Regions from separate parts of the Sus scrofa genome. Here region 1 is linked to region 2. Evidence: chromatin contacts called from public promoter capture Hi-C data. All regions are on one chromosome and are shown on one strand. The core of a region is the stretch at or near the end of the contact, and the rest is flanking DNA. Distances in the headings are between cores, read along the strand shown.

What was found. Promoter capture Hi-C pulls out the DNA fragments that hold promoters and counts their contacts.
Region 1: a contact with region 2 is called in a promoter capture Hi-C map of liver, with 2.0 times the contacts expected there. The contact joins the promoter of ALOXE3 here to the promoter of LOC110255906 in region 2. A contact is called at or near these places in 1 of 5 promoter capture datasets (liver), 1 of 47 Hi-C or Micro-C datasets (heart right ventricle) and 1 of 2 datasets of contacts at active chromatin or transcription factors (alveolar macrophages).

The regions. Positions count from the first base shown.
Region 1 is chr12:53,329,181-53,334,504 of Sscrofa11.1, forward strand. ALOXE3 (hydroperoxide isomerase ALOXE3) reads right to left here and starts at 2,600. Exons shown (of 16, transcript XM_021067857.1): 1 at 1,998-2,600; 2 at 1,196-1,400; 3 at 59-140. The coding sequence starts at 2,144. TRNAK-UUU (a tRNA gene) reads left to right here and starts at 3,275; the gene lies at 3,275-3,347. It overlaps HES7 (transcription factor HES-7), which reads right to left. Exons shown (of 6, transcript XM_021067858.1): 6 at 5,170-5,324. TRNAQ-CUG (a tRNA gene) reads left to right here and starts at 3,955; the gene lies at 3,955-4,026. It also overlaps TRNAL-UAG and TRNAR-UCU.
Region 2 is chr12:53,089,631-53,095,350 of Sscrofa11.1, forward strand. LOC110255906 (collagen alpha-2(V) chain-like) reads right to left here and starts at 2,028. Exons shown (of 4, transcript XM_021066316.1): 1 at 1,859-2,028; 2 at 277-358; 3 at 1-131. The coding sequence starts at 2,028. It overlaps KDM6B (lysine-specific demethylase 6B), which reads left to right. Exons shown (of 26, transcript XM_021067833.1): 2 at 4,374-4,490; 3 at 5,091-5,720.

The DNA.
Region 1 (5,324 bases), core at 1,350-3,849, 240 kb after region 2:
CTGATTAAGGATGAGGTCAGAATAAAGATGGGAAGTCGTCAAGTCAGGCCCCCCTCACCGGTAGCATTCCTGTCGGGCCTGGAGTTCCCGTTTCCTGTGATCCAGAAGGAGGGGAAGGGAGTCCTGACAGACCGTCCTCGCTGTGGGGAATGAAAAGTACTCATCGGAAAGTCTCTTTTCAAATGCCGCCTCCTCCAGCATGCCTTTTCTGAACCCCCAACCCTCGAACTCCATCCCTCAGAGACATGGATGGCCCATGCTCCTTGCATGTTCAGCAGTCGAAGGGAGTCAGGACAACCTCACCCCCCAATTATAAAAATCTTCCTAATTGTTTGCATGTTTGTTTCCTTTCCAAAACTACAAACTCCTTGCGGCAGAAGCCACATTGTATTGGGTTTTGTGTTCCCAGCATCTAGCATGGTGCCTGGCACCCGGCATATAACATGCACTTGACAAAGGACTGATGCACGACTGTAGTTCGTGACGTGATGGCTGGATGGGCTGTGATGATAGATGGGAGTCTGGAGTGAAGTCTATGAAGAACTCACACTGTTAGCCAGGGGGATGTTCACTCGCCTCACCTTGACCCAGACCATCATCTCTCATCCCAAAGACTCTTCGCCACGCTCTGACTTACCCTAGTTGGGCCTCCCCAGTTAAGACCGCTCAGGGGATATGGGGGTCCAGAGGCCGAAGGAGCTCAAGCCCAGCATCCTTGACAGGCCCCCCAGATTCAAGAAGAAATCTAAACAGCACCTCCCGAGGACTTTATCCACAGCAAAAAAAAGCCACTAGTAGCGGCCAGGGCCTCTCTGCTCAATTCTCTAAACAGTCAGCCTTTCTCCCCCTGTTGAAATTCAGTAACTCAGCTTGCAGCTCTGAGGGCCACTGCCTCTGGGGACAGCAGAGGGCCTCAGGGTGAGCAGACTTACGTCTGCGTGTGCAGGTTTGTGTGTCTCTGATTGCTGTGAGCATGTGTGGGCACATGTGCCTAGTCTCTGTGTCTCTGGCATGATAAATACTGCATTTCAGGGTGTTCGAGGCTTGCCTTTTCAGAAAGCATCTACTTGGGAACCCTGAGTTCCAGATCGCCTAGCTCCCACCCTGTTCCCTATGCCCTGGGCTCTGTGAGAGCCTGCACTGGATGGCAGCAGAGGCTGTCCGCAGCCCGGGCCAGCCCCCGCCTCTGGCCCACCTGTTCCTGTTCGAAGCTCTGTGGTGCAGTAGCCCTCGATCCACTGATAGCAGGGGAAGTGGGAAAGGGTGCCGTCTGGGGCAGTGACGCAGATGCGGCTGCAGTACCAGGAGTCCTTGGGGAAGAAAGCGTAGCGCTCCTTGTGGAGCCGCAGCAGCAAGAGTTCACCCAGCTCCTGAGAGCAGCGCACCTTGTACTTCTGCACCTGCAGGCCAAGGGAGCAAGCAGGTGAGAGGCAAGGACCTGCCAGGGTGATCCTTGCCCCCTTGAAAAGCGCATCTGCCCCTACACCTGTCTGACGTATAAGCCTCAGCCACCGATAACCCCTGTGGAGCCTTTGTATGAATTAGAAAGCGCGCCCTTCATCCAGGCAGAAGCGGCCACATGGCTGCCCCACCCCCACCCCCCAGCCCCATGGGAACAGAGGGGGACTCTGCCAGCCCTGCCTCCTTGGAGCCCCCACCTTGATCAGAACACCGGTAAACAGTCCTGGGGCCTGGCAGAGGCAGGTGGACCCCCTCCAGAGAAGAGGAAACCCAGGCTGAGAGAGCAAGCCCACCTTCAATTATTGGAGGAGGAACTAGGAAGCCAGTGGAATTCTCCAGAGCCCCTGCCCAGGGCTCCTGCGTCACAGCCCTGCCTGGGTAGGATTTAGGGTCCGCAGGAAAGACAGGGACCAGAATAGGGGTGGTGACGAGGTCTGTGAGATTTGAGGAGTCCTAGAGGGAAGACCCTCCCTCCTTCAGAGTCCCCTGCCAGCCCTGCCTCTGCAGCCCCTCCTCCCTCTCCCCTCTGTACTCACCGATCCAGCGGCGAAGTCCCTGCCCATGCGATCCAGCCGCTGCCTGGGGCTCTCACCGCATGTGCCCACCAGTGTGACGGAAATATTGTCCAGGGTGCCTGCCTTCAGGTAGGAACCAGTGGTCACACACACGCGGTACACAGCCATGATGGGAGAGAAGGAGGGGCGTCCCCCTGGCAGCCAGCCTGGAGGAGGTGAGCCACAGACCAGGCAGGGCTGGGCGGCTGGGCTGCTGAGCTGCTGTGTGAGGGCCTGGGGTGGGGATGCAGGACAGGATAGACCGTCGAGGAAAACCCAGCTCTCTCTGGGATGCTCTTGAGCTGGCTTTCTCTCTCCGGAAGCTCCAAGCTGCTATCCTTGCTCCCTCTCCCCGCCCAGTCTTGTGCCCTAATAGTTGTTTGCCTCTGGCACAGCCTGTTCCTCTGACTGGCAGGGCCGAGTTCATCGGTTGGTTGGATATCAGCTCCTATTGAGAAGGGAGGGACCAGATGCCGAGATGGAGACAAGGATTAGGTGATACCTTTATGATTGAGACACCACCCTCCTCCTGGTCAGGGGCGAACTGATTCCCTGCGGCCTTTGGCCACTCACTCCCAACTTCCCCAAGACCCTCTCCTGTCTCTCGGCCAGAGCTGGGCACAGGGCACTCACGTTCCTACTTGTGCATCATTCATGTGACTCACTATATGCAAGTGAGCCATAAACTACACGTAACTACAGCCATATGCACGTTCGTCGCACGCACATCCCTGCACACTGCATAGGGGTCAGAAATAACTGTCCTGTCACCTGCTAAATTCCTACCACCCCCAAGACCCTCTGTGTCTTCCGTCGCCAGATTGCAGTCTCTCCCTTGGAATAGGGCGGGTCAGAGAACCATGCAGCGTCCGAGGTCCCCGTGTGGCATTCTTTCCGCTCTGGGCCCGCCCTTGGCCTTGGGACAGTAGGCGGGTGCCCGGGAGCCTGGGGTACCTGGGATCTAGGTCATCTTAACTGGGGTGAAACTCTTCCTCGAGGGAAGCCCGTGGCCCGCAGCGGCCCCGCGCGGCCGGTACCAATACCGCACCTGACCAGCCTTAACGGCGCTCCAGCCCAGGGTCCTAAACTGTACCGAGGGAGTCTGATAAAGCGCAGTCACCGGCCACTGGCTTCGACGGCTTCTTCCAGGTGCGTTCTGGAACCTCCTGCGCGAAAGCAAGCAGTACGTCTCTGCTTCCTTAAGACGTCATAGTCATGCGGGGAAACTCTTATAACTGGTAGAAGAACTATAGGCGAGAGCCCGGATAGCTCAGTCGGTAGAGCATCAGACTTTTAATCTGAGGGTCCAGGGTTCAAGTCCCTGTTCGGGCGTAACTGTTTTTCTGTTTCTTCCGTTTTTCTTCCTCGCTGGTAGTTGATGTCATCTTTAGATTTATTTTGAATACAGCAAATATTTGTATTCCTTTGAACAGAATGAAAGAGTAAAGCAAATTTATAACTTGGATTTAAAAGGAAGTAGTATTAACTGCGTCAGGGCTTTATTCAAAAGGTGGAACGAATGACAGTGGGGAGAAAGTAGAGATGTTTTCAAGCAGGACATATGCAAGCCATACAGGCGAATGTTCTAGTAGCCACATTAAAAAGAGTACTAAGAAATAGGTTAATTTAATATTTTTGAAATTAATTTGAATAACATTTTATTTAACCCAGTATATCCTAAATCTTATGTTATCATGTAATCAGTATTTTTAAGTTATTAATGAAATTTTAGCCATTGTTTTTATACTGTCATCAGGTTACAGTGTGTATTTTATACTTATAGCACATTCAAATACATATTTCAGGTACTGGATAGCAGTAGCCACGCTATCCAATAACTGCTTTTGTTTTACCCTCTGTGAATGGCGAAGTAGGTAATCGTGCAGAATAGGAAATTCAGTTTTATATATATAGAGTCTTAGAAAGACGTTTTGAAAGGGGTTCCATGGTGTAATGGTTAGCACTCTGGACTCTGAATCCAGCGATCCGAGTTCAAATCTCGGTGGAACCTTAGGTTTTTTTTTTTCGGTCTTAATTTACTATCTATATATTCTATCATATTATTCATTAGTTACATATATGATGTTCTCTTATGTTCTAAGAGGATCTGGAAAGAAAAACTAGGATGTTATCGTTTGAGCTTTTCAGACTAGATAATTCGAGCTCCTAGCACATCGTCAGGGGAACATACAGTAAGTCAAATACATAGCGCGTTGCTTTGACAGTTAAGAGTGTTATAGGATGACTTGTTAAAGTGCAGATCGGGTATGAAGATAGGTTACTCTGCAAGTTTCCATCAGGGCTTGGTTTGGAGCTGGGATACAGACTTAGCCTCAGTCCAGGTTTGAGAGAGAGAAGACGGTGAGACCACTGTCAGGAGTTATCATAAAACTAAGGAATATCCCACAAGGAGTTTTGTGAATTCGAGAGTGCGGAGACTGTTGAGAAAAACTCTGGTCTGGCAGCGGTGGGATTCGAACCCACGCCTCCGAAGAGACTGGAGCCTAAATCCAGCGCCTTAGACCGCTCGGCCACGCTACCTGCGTGGAAGCAGTTTCTCCCCACAGCCTTCCTAAGAGACTAGCAGGGAGCAGTAGTACTGCAGATGATTGTGTTAAATAGGGTGGTCTTCCTTGGGAACATCGAGATCCCACCGGAAAACAAAGCAATGAATGTCAAAGCACATAGACCAGAGGAAACAGAGACACGCAGACATTTCCAACACAACAAGTTTATTTTTACGGATGGGGCCACATCTGGGAGTGGGGTGCGCCTGACCTGGAAGCATCCCTCAAGCGGGCGCCTGGATCTCTGTATTTGCTGGCTCATAGTCAGTTGCTCTCTCTTTGTTTCTTCCACCCCTGCGCCCCCGCACTCCCACCTGGCTCGCGTGCTTAGGGCACGCTACCTCTTTCAAGCAGGACTCCGCGAGGTCCAAACCACGCGCTCCTGCCAAGCCACGCCCAATTCCCTCGCAACCCTCCCCCACCCCCGCCCCTTTTCCATTCTAGTACCCGTAAGCCGACGGATGCCGCCGCCCGCCAGGTGGCTCTGTGGCGCAATGGATAGCGCATTGGACTTCTAGTGACGAAAGAGCGATTCAAAGGTTGTGGGTTCGAATCCCACCAGAGTCGGTTTTATTTTCATTTATTCATTTTTTTTTTTTTTTCCCTCCTTTCTATATCTGGCTTTTTCTTAGAGGCTCCTATCCCTTCTCTCCCTACCCTATCTCAAGTGTTTGCCATCCGGCTTCAGTCCAACCTCAGCCTCCGCTCTGCTCTTTACTTACCTGTGTGCCCCGCGGCTTGG
Region 2 (5,720 bases), core at 778-3,277:
GTCAGGCCTGGAGCCGGAGAGGAGGAGCCGAGGGGCCCGAGTCCCAGGGATTGGAGCCGTACCGGGGGCAATAGATAAGGGCGGGACGCTTGGGTTCCTTCCTTCCTCTCCTTTTTGGGTTCCCAGAATTCCTAAGGCTGTTTCCCAGGAAGCTTAGCCTGCGGCCCCTCTCCGCCCCTCGGGGTCAAAGGTCTGTGTTAAAGGTTGCCTGGGATGATGTCACCACTGCACGTGCCCAGGGACAGTTGCCAGGCGATGAGGCCTCCTCCCCTTTACATTCCGCACCCCACCCCCCAAGTCGTGTTGCAGCCCCGTGCCTGCTTTTTTCCCCTCCTCTCTCTTCCTTGGCCTTAGGGCCCTGCAGGTGGGAAACCCTGGCCTGGAGTTTTGTGAGGGGGCGGGGCACGGGGTGTGGTGCAGTGGAAAGACTTTGCCCCTTTGCTGGTTAAGAGAACCCTGGGTCACTTTTTCCCTAGATTGGCACAGAAGGGCTTTCCCTCCAAGCGCCCCCCTCCCCCAGCCTCCCAGCAGTCTTTTTCCTTTCCCACCTGCTGCATTGCCAAGTGTTTCGTTGCCCCCCCCTCCTTTTGAGTTGAAATTGCCAGATAGCTCCTCACTCAGAAGAACTGTGTGTGGCATGCGGAATTCACCGGATACCAGTTCAGCCCTGACCTTAGTCAGTGGCACCTCACGCACACCCCCAACAGTGAGGAAGCGAGTCAAGAAACTGTATTAGATTGTATTAGGAAAGTCAGGGCCTTTATTCTGTGTCGGTGGGTAGATCTCACTCTTGAAGGAAGGGGACTCACTTGATAGCTATGGTTTCCCCTTCTCTGTTAAGTCCTGGGGTTGGTTATGGTATTGGATACTGGTTTCTCTTATTGTATACCTTAGAATTCGGGCTGTCAGATCAGACCTGGATTCCATTCCTAGCTCTGCCACTTCGTGGCTATAAGTACTTGGAAAGGTGACCACCTCTCGGAGCCTCATAGTCTTCATCTGGAAAATTTAAATATCAATACCTACCTTCTAGGCTGTTGACTGGGAAAAACAAAATTATTTATGCAAAGCATTTAGCACAGTCCCTGGCACAGAATGAACACTGAATGAACGCTTGTTATGAAATGCTTGTTCTTGTTAAATGTTGTTAGTTATTATTTTACTATTATGGTTGGTAAGCCTGCTTCCAACTGACCATGATCTTAGGAATGGAGAGTTTGTGTTAATTTGGTAGGTGGGGGGAGAGGGGTTTGGGGATTAGCTTCCACTGCATTGTGCACTTTATTTGATGAGGGCTTTAGTCAGATTTGTATTGCTTTCTTTGGGATTATTTTTTCCCCCCCTTCTTGAAGAAGAGACAGCTCAGACTATTCCTCTGGCTGTGAAAATAAAATAATTGTATTGTGGTTCTCGATTTTTGAGCAAGACCCCAATCCCCTCCCATGTTCTCTGGAGCCTTTCAATTTTGCAGAGGGACTCCACGGTTTCCTTTGCGGGGACAGGGCTGGCCGAGGGGTGTGTAAAAGGCTCGGGTGGGTGGGTAGAGAGACCAGTGCTGGGGGCTGGGGGGGGGGCGGGTAGTTGAAGGAAGAGACCGGAAGGGAGGAGGAGGGAGCCTGCTGGTGGGGAGGGAGGGAGGGGAGGAGGAGGTGGAGGAGGAGGAGGAGGAGGAGGAGGAGGGAGGGGGTTGGGGAGAGCCTGCTACAGTTCTTTGTTTGACTCCGGGACTCAGGGACGGGGAGGAGGAGGGAGGGAGGCAGAGGCTGCAAGCGCCGGGGCAGGCCCAGGAGGCAGAGGAGGGACCGTCTCCCCCGCCCCCCCAGCCCCCACTCCCCCCCTGCTGCTCCCCCCTCCCTACCCGGACTCCGGGGGCACCGCCGGGGGACAGACACCCAGCAGGTAACCCCGGCCTGGCTCGCCCTCCCTTCTCGGATTTTCCTCCACACCCTCCCGGCTGACCCCTTTCCCCGGTTCCGTCTCCCCGTCGCCCCCGGCCTTGCCGCTTTCCCCCGGCCCTCCTCGTTCCATCTCCCCCACTTGGGCTGGTCACCCGCCGGCCGCGCCGCCGTCTCGTGCAGCCTGACTCCCTTCCCGTCGCCCGACAGCCTGTGCGTCCCAGGTCTGCCCGCGGCACCTTTCGGGGCTCTGTCTCGCTGCTTCTCCTGGCTTTGCTTTCCTTCCGACCTGTCCCCTGGGGCTCTGAGGAAGGAGGGAGTCCCTGTCCTTTTCTCGCTCCCCCAGTTCCCCGCCCCCCAACTCTGGCCCCCTTTCTCCTCTAGCAGTCTCTAGGGGTGGGGAGAGAACCGGAATTTGGGGGGCCCTCTGGAGGGGCAAGGGGCTGTGTGTCGTGGGGGAAAGGGGCTGCGAGTGTACGCGGGGTGGGGGCGGGGGCGGTTAGGGACCCGGCTGCCTCTCTGTTGTCCCTTTAAATGGCCCTCACATTTCTGGGGACTCGTGGGGGGGAGGTGGCAAGCTGCCTGCCTGGGGGGCAGGGCCCTCAGTTCATCCACACCATCAGGGGTGGTAATGATTTAAAGGGACAGCCTCGGTGTGGCCGCTGCCACCCTGCGCCAGCGGGAGGGGGAGCCGAGCCGGCAGACCATGTCTGGGGAGGCTTGGCCGGTGAGCAGGGCATTTGAGGCTGAATCTTTTGCGAGGCCTGCCAGGTCTGGGATCGGGCTGCAGCTGGGACCTGCAAGGAGGGCTGACAGCCTGCCTGGGGGGGCACTCAGCGTGGGCCTTCTCCAGGGCCCCACCTTTGGGTTCATGGAGTCCTTGGCCAAGAATCCATGAGTCTAAACTACAGAGCCTGTTGGCCACCAGGTGGGGGCCACTGGCAGGTCTGTGGGTCAGCAGCCTGGCCTGGGCACACTGGAGCTGGCCCTTCAGCTTTTCCTTTTGTTGTTTGGCTCTGTGCACAAGAAAGCCGCGGCCCCTCCCCCAGCTCCCCCTTCCCGTCCACATGCCCCCCCCCACCACACACACCCACCCCAGCTGTTGGACAGATGAATTACAGCCTCCGGCTTGGGGCCAGAGCTGGTGAGGGATTAAAGCTCTGGGGCTGGCCCTTTAAACGGCTGTTGGCCCCTCCCCCACTCTGGTGTCCAGACACCCCATACACACCCCGCTGACCCCCTCGGCTGCCCCTCACTCCTCCTCTTAGTCTGTCCTAAGGCCTGCCACTCCCCTCTCTGTAGGCTAGACCCTCCCCAGCTTCCCTTTCTCCCTCAACACAACCACATATACAAATGCTACAGACTACACACACATAGACTCTCGCTCACTCACTCCCTGGTCTCACATTCTGAGCGTCCCTGTCCTGGAGGGATCCAGCCTCAAGCTCCCTTCTCCAGCAGAAGGAACTTGCCTGCCTGGCCTCTCTAGCCTGCAGCTGACCACTACTCTGGCCAGGTGAGGGGCCTTGCTTGGGTCAGAAATAGCACCTCCCCCCGGGGGCAGTGTCATCAGCAGCCAAGGCAGCTTGCAGCACATTGCATCATGGAGGTTGGGGGCTGGGGGCCTGAGTCTCTAGGGGCAGGGGGAAGGATGGGGGCTGGAAGGCCGGAAGTGGAGAGGCTAGACTGGGACCCAAGTGTCTGGGTCCTTAAGGGTAGAGAACTATGGCTAAGAGAGCAGAAAACATAGGTCCCTGAGGAGTGAGTTTGAGGTGAGGGCAGACTTAGGTCTGACCCCTGCATGGACACCTGGTTCTTGTGTCTCAGAGTTAGGAGGGGAGGGAGTGGGCCCCTATCACCTTCTTGGGCCACACAGAGGAAGGATGTGATGGGGAAACAGGATATGGCCTTGAGGGGTGGATGGAAGGGAGGCTTGCAGCAGAGGCCACTTCCAAACCCAGGCCCAGAGTCATAGGAGGAAGGTTTCTCCCTGCTGGGCCCGTTCATCTCGTCTGGCCACCTGTGCTCTCACCAAGATCTGCCTGCACCCGCCTGGGGGAAGGAGAGGGGGCAGAGTCCACAGGGTGGGGTTGACTGGTGTCTTGATAAGGTTAGGGAGGCAGCAGAGCTGAAGAAATAGTTTCTGTGAGCCTGAAGCCAGGACTGAAGCTGATTTGGGTGTAGGTATCAGGCAGTTGGGGCTACTCTGAGACCAGGGACTCTCAGCAGGAGGGTCCAGTCAGAAGAGGAATCATGGGTTGGGTGTCCACTGTTGACTTATCACAGATGCTATAGCATGCTCCCCTCCCTCTGTGGTCTAGGCTGCTTCCTAAAAGGAAAGCCTGGAGGACCACTTTCCAGTGGCTTTTCCTGGTTGCCATGGAAACAGATTCTCCCATCCCCTCTGACTGTCAGTAATGGGACAGGAAAATTCTCCAGCATCAGGGATCCCACCTTTAATCGGCTTTTTTCTTTTAGGTTCCCCCAGGCACCATGCCGGCCCGGTAGTACACCCACCTCTACCCGCTGTGGTCTGCTGCACCCCGCTGTTGGGGCATTGGTTCCAATGAGACAGGGCACACCAAACTCCATCTGGTAAGTCCTGCCCCTGAGCAGTGCAGCCTGCCTCCCCAGCAGTCCAGTGCTGCACCACATGCATGAAGGATTGGTATGATCTAGATCATGCCCACTCCTCAGAATGGTCCAGTCCAACTCTGAGCATCCCCACCATGTGGTTTTTGAGTGGTTCAGCCTTTTCTGGTTTATGGATCTCCCTTCTGTTGCCTGTGAATGGTTCATCCCTGTACTTCACCAACCTCTCAACTACCATCAAGGAACCCTCCCCCCCCCAGCCCCCCGCTCAGTGCTACAACTCAGTTGCTTATTGAGTTGAATTAGCTAGGGTTTACAAGCTGGAAAGTTGAGATGTGGTACCCTGGAGGGATTTTTTTCCTAGAATGGGCAGGGCTTTGCCCCATAAGAGTGGTCGAACAGCCTGGCTTATGGAGGGTGATTGGAAACTGATTTGGAGAGATATTGGCAGCCATTGTCACAAAAACCTGCCGTTGCCCTGGCAATCTTGGCATCCCACCTCTCCTTCTAGATCCCTTTCTGTTCCTTTCTCTCCCTACTGCACGACAGCATTTGCCCCCTAATCCCAAATCTTACTCCAGTTTCCCTCTCTCCTTCTGCCAGTTCTCTGCCGGTGGCCCTGCTTCATCCCATCTGCCATTCTTCAGAAAAGGAGAAAAGATGATACCTAAGCCAGGGACTTAAGTTCTCTGGATGTGTGTTGCTCTTCTCCACTACTCATAAGTTTTGAGTGGGACTGTTTTATTCTATGTATCTCTCACTATTTGGCAAGATGGTTTGCGCATTGGGGTGCCTCAGTGAAATTGCGCTGAATGAATGTGTTAACTGAATGAGCTTCACGGCCAAGAAACTGATGGCTCCTGAGGTCTGCTGCATAGCCTCCTACCCACACCTTCTCTAGAGGACAGGAGACTTTTGGGGTGGTAATGTGGGGTAGAGGTGAGGGGCAGGCTGACCCAAGAAATGTCCTGTGAGGATAAAACCAACAGAGAGTAGGACAGAGGCATTATATAAGAATGTTAAGAATAAGGCTCTGGAAAGAAACCTAGCTATTCCTCTCTCTTGCAGAATGACCTTGACCAAGTTACATAAGCTCTCTGAGCCTCAACTTCCCCACCTGTAAAATGGGGCAATCTAAGTACCGCCTACATCAGCTTCTGGAGGGGAGTTTGAAAAATGTACATGAAGTGCTTATTAACACAGTACCTGGCATGTAATAAGCATTCACTAAAT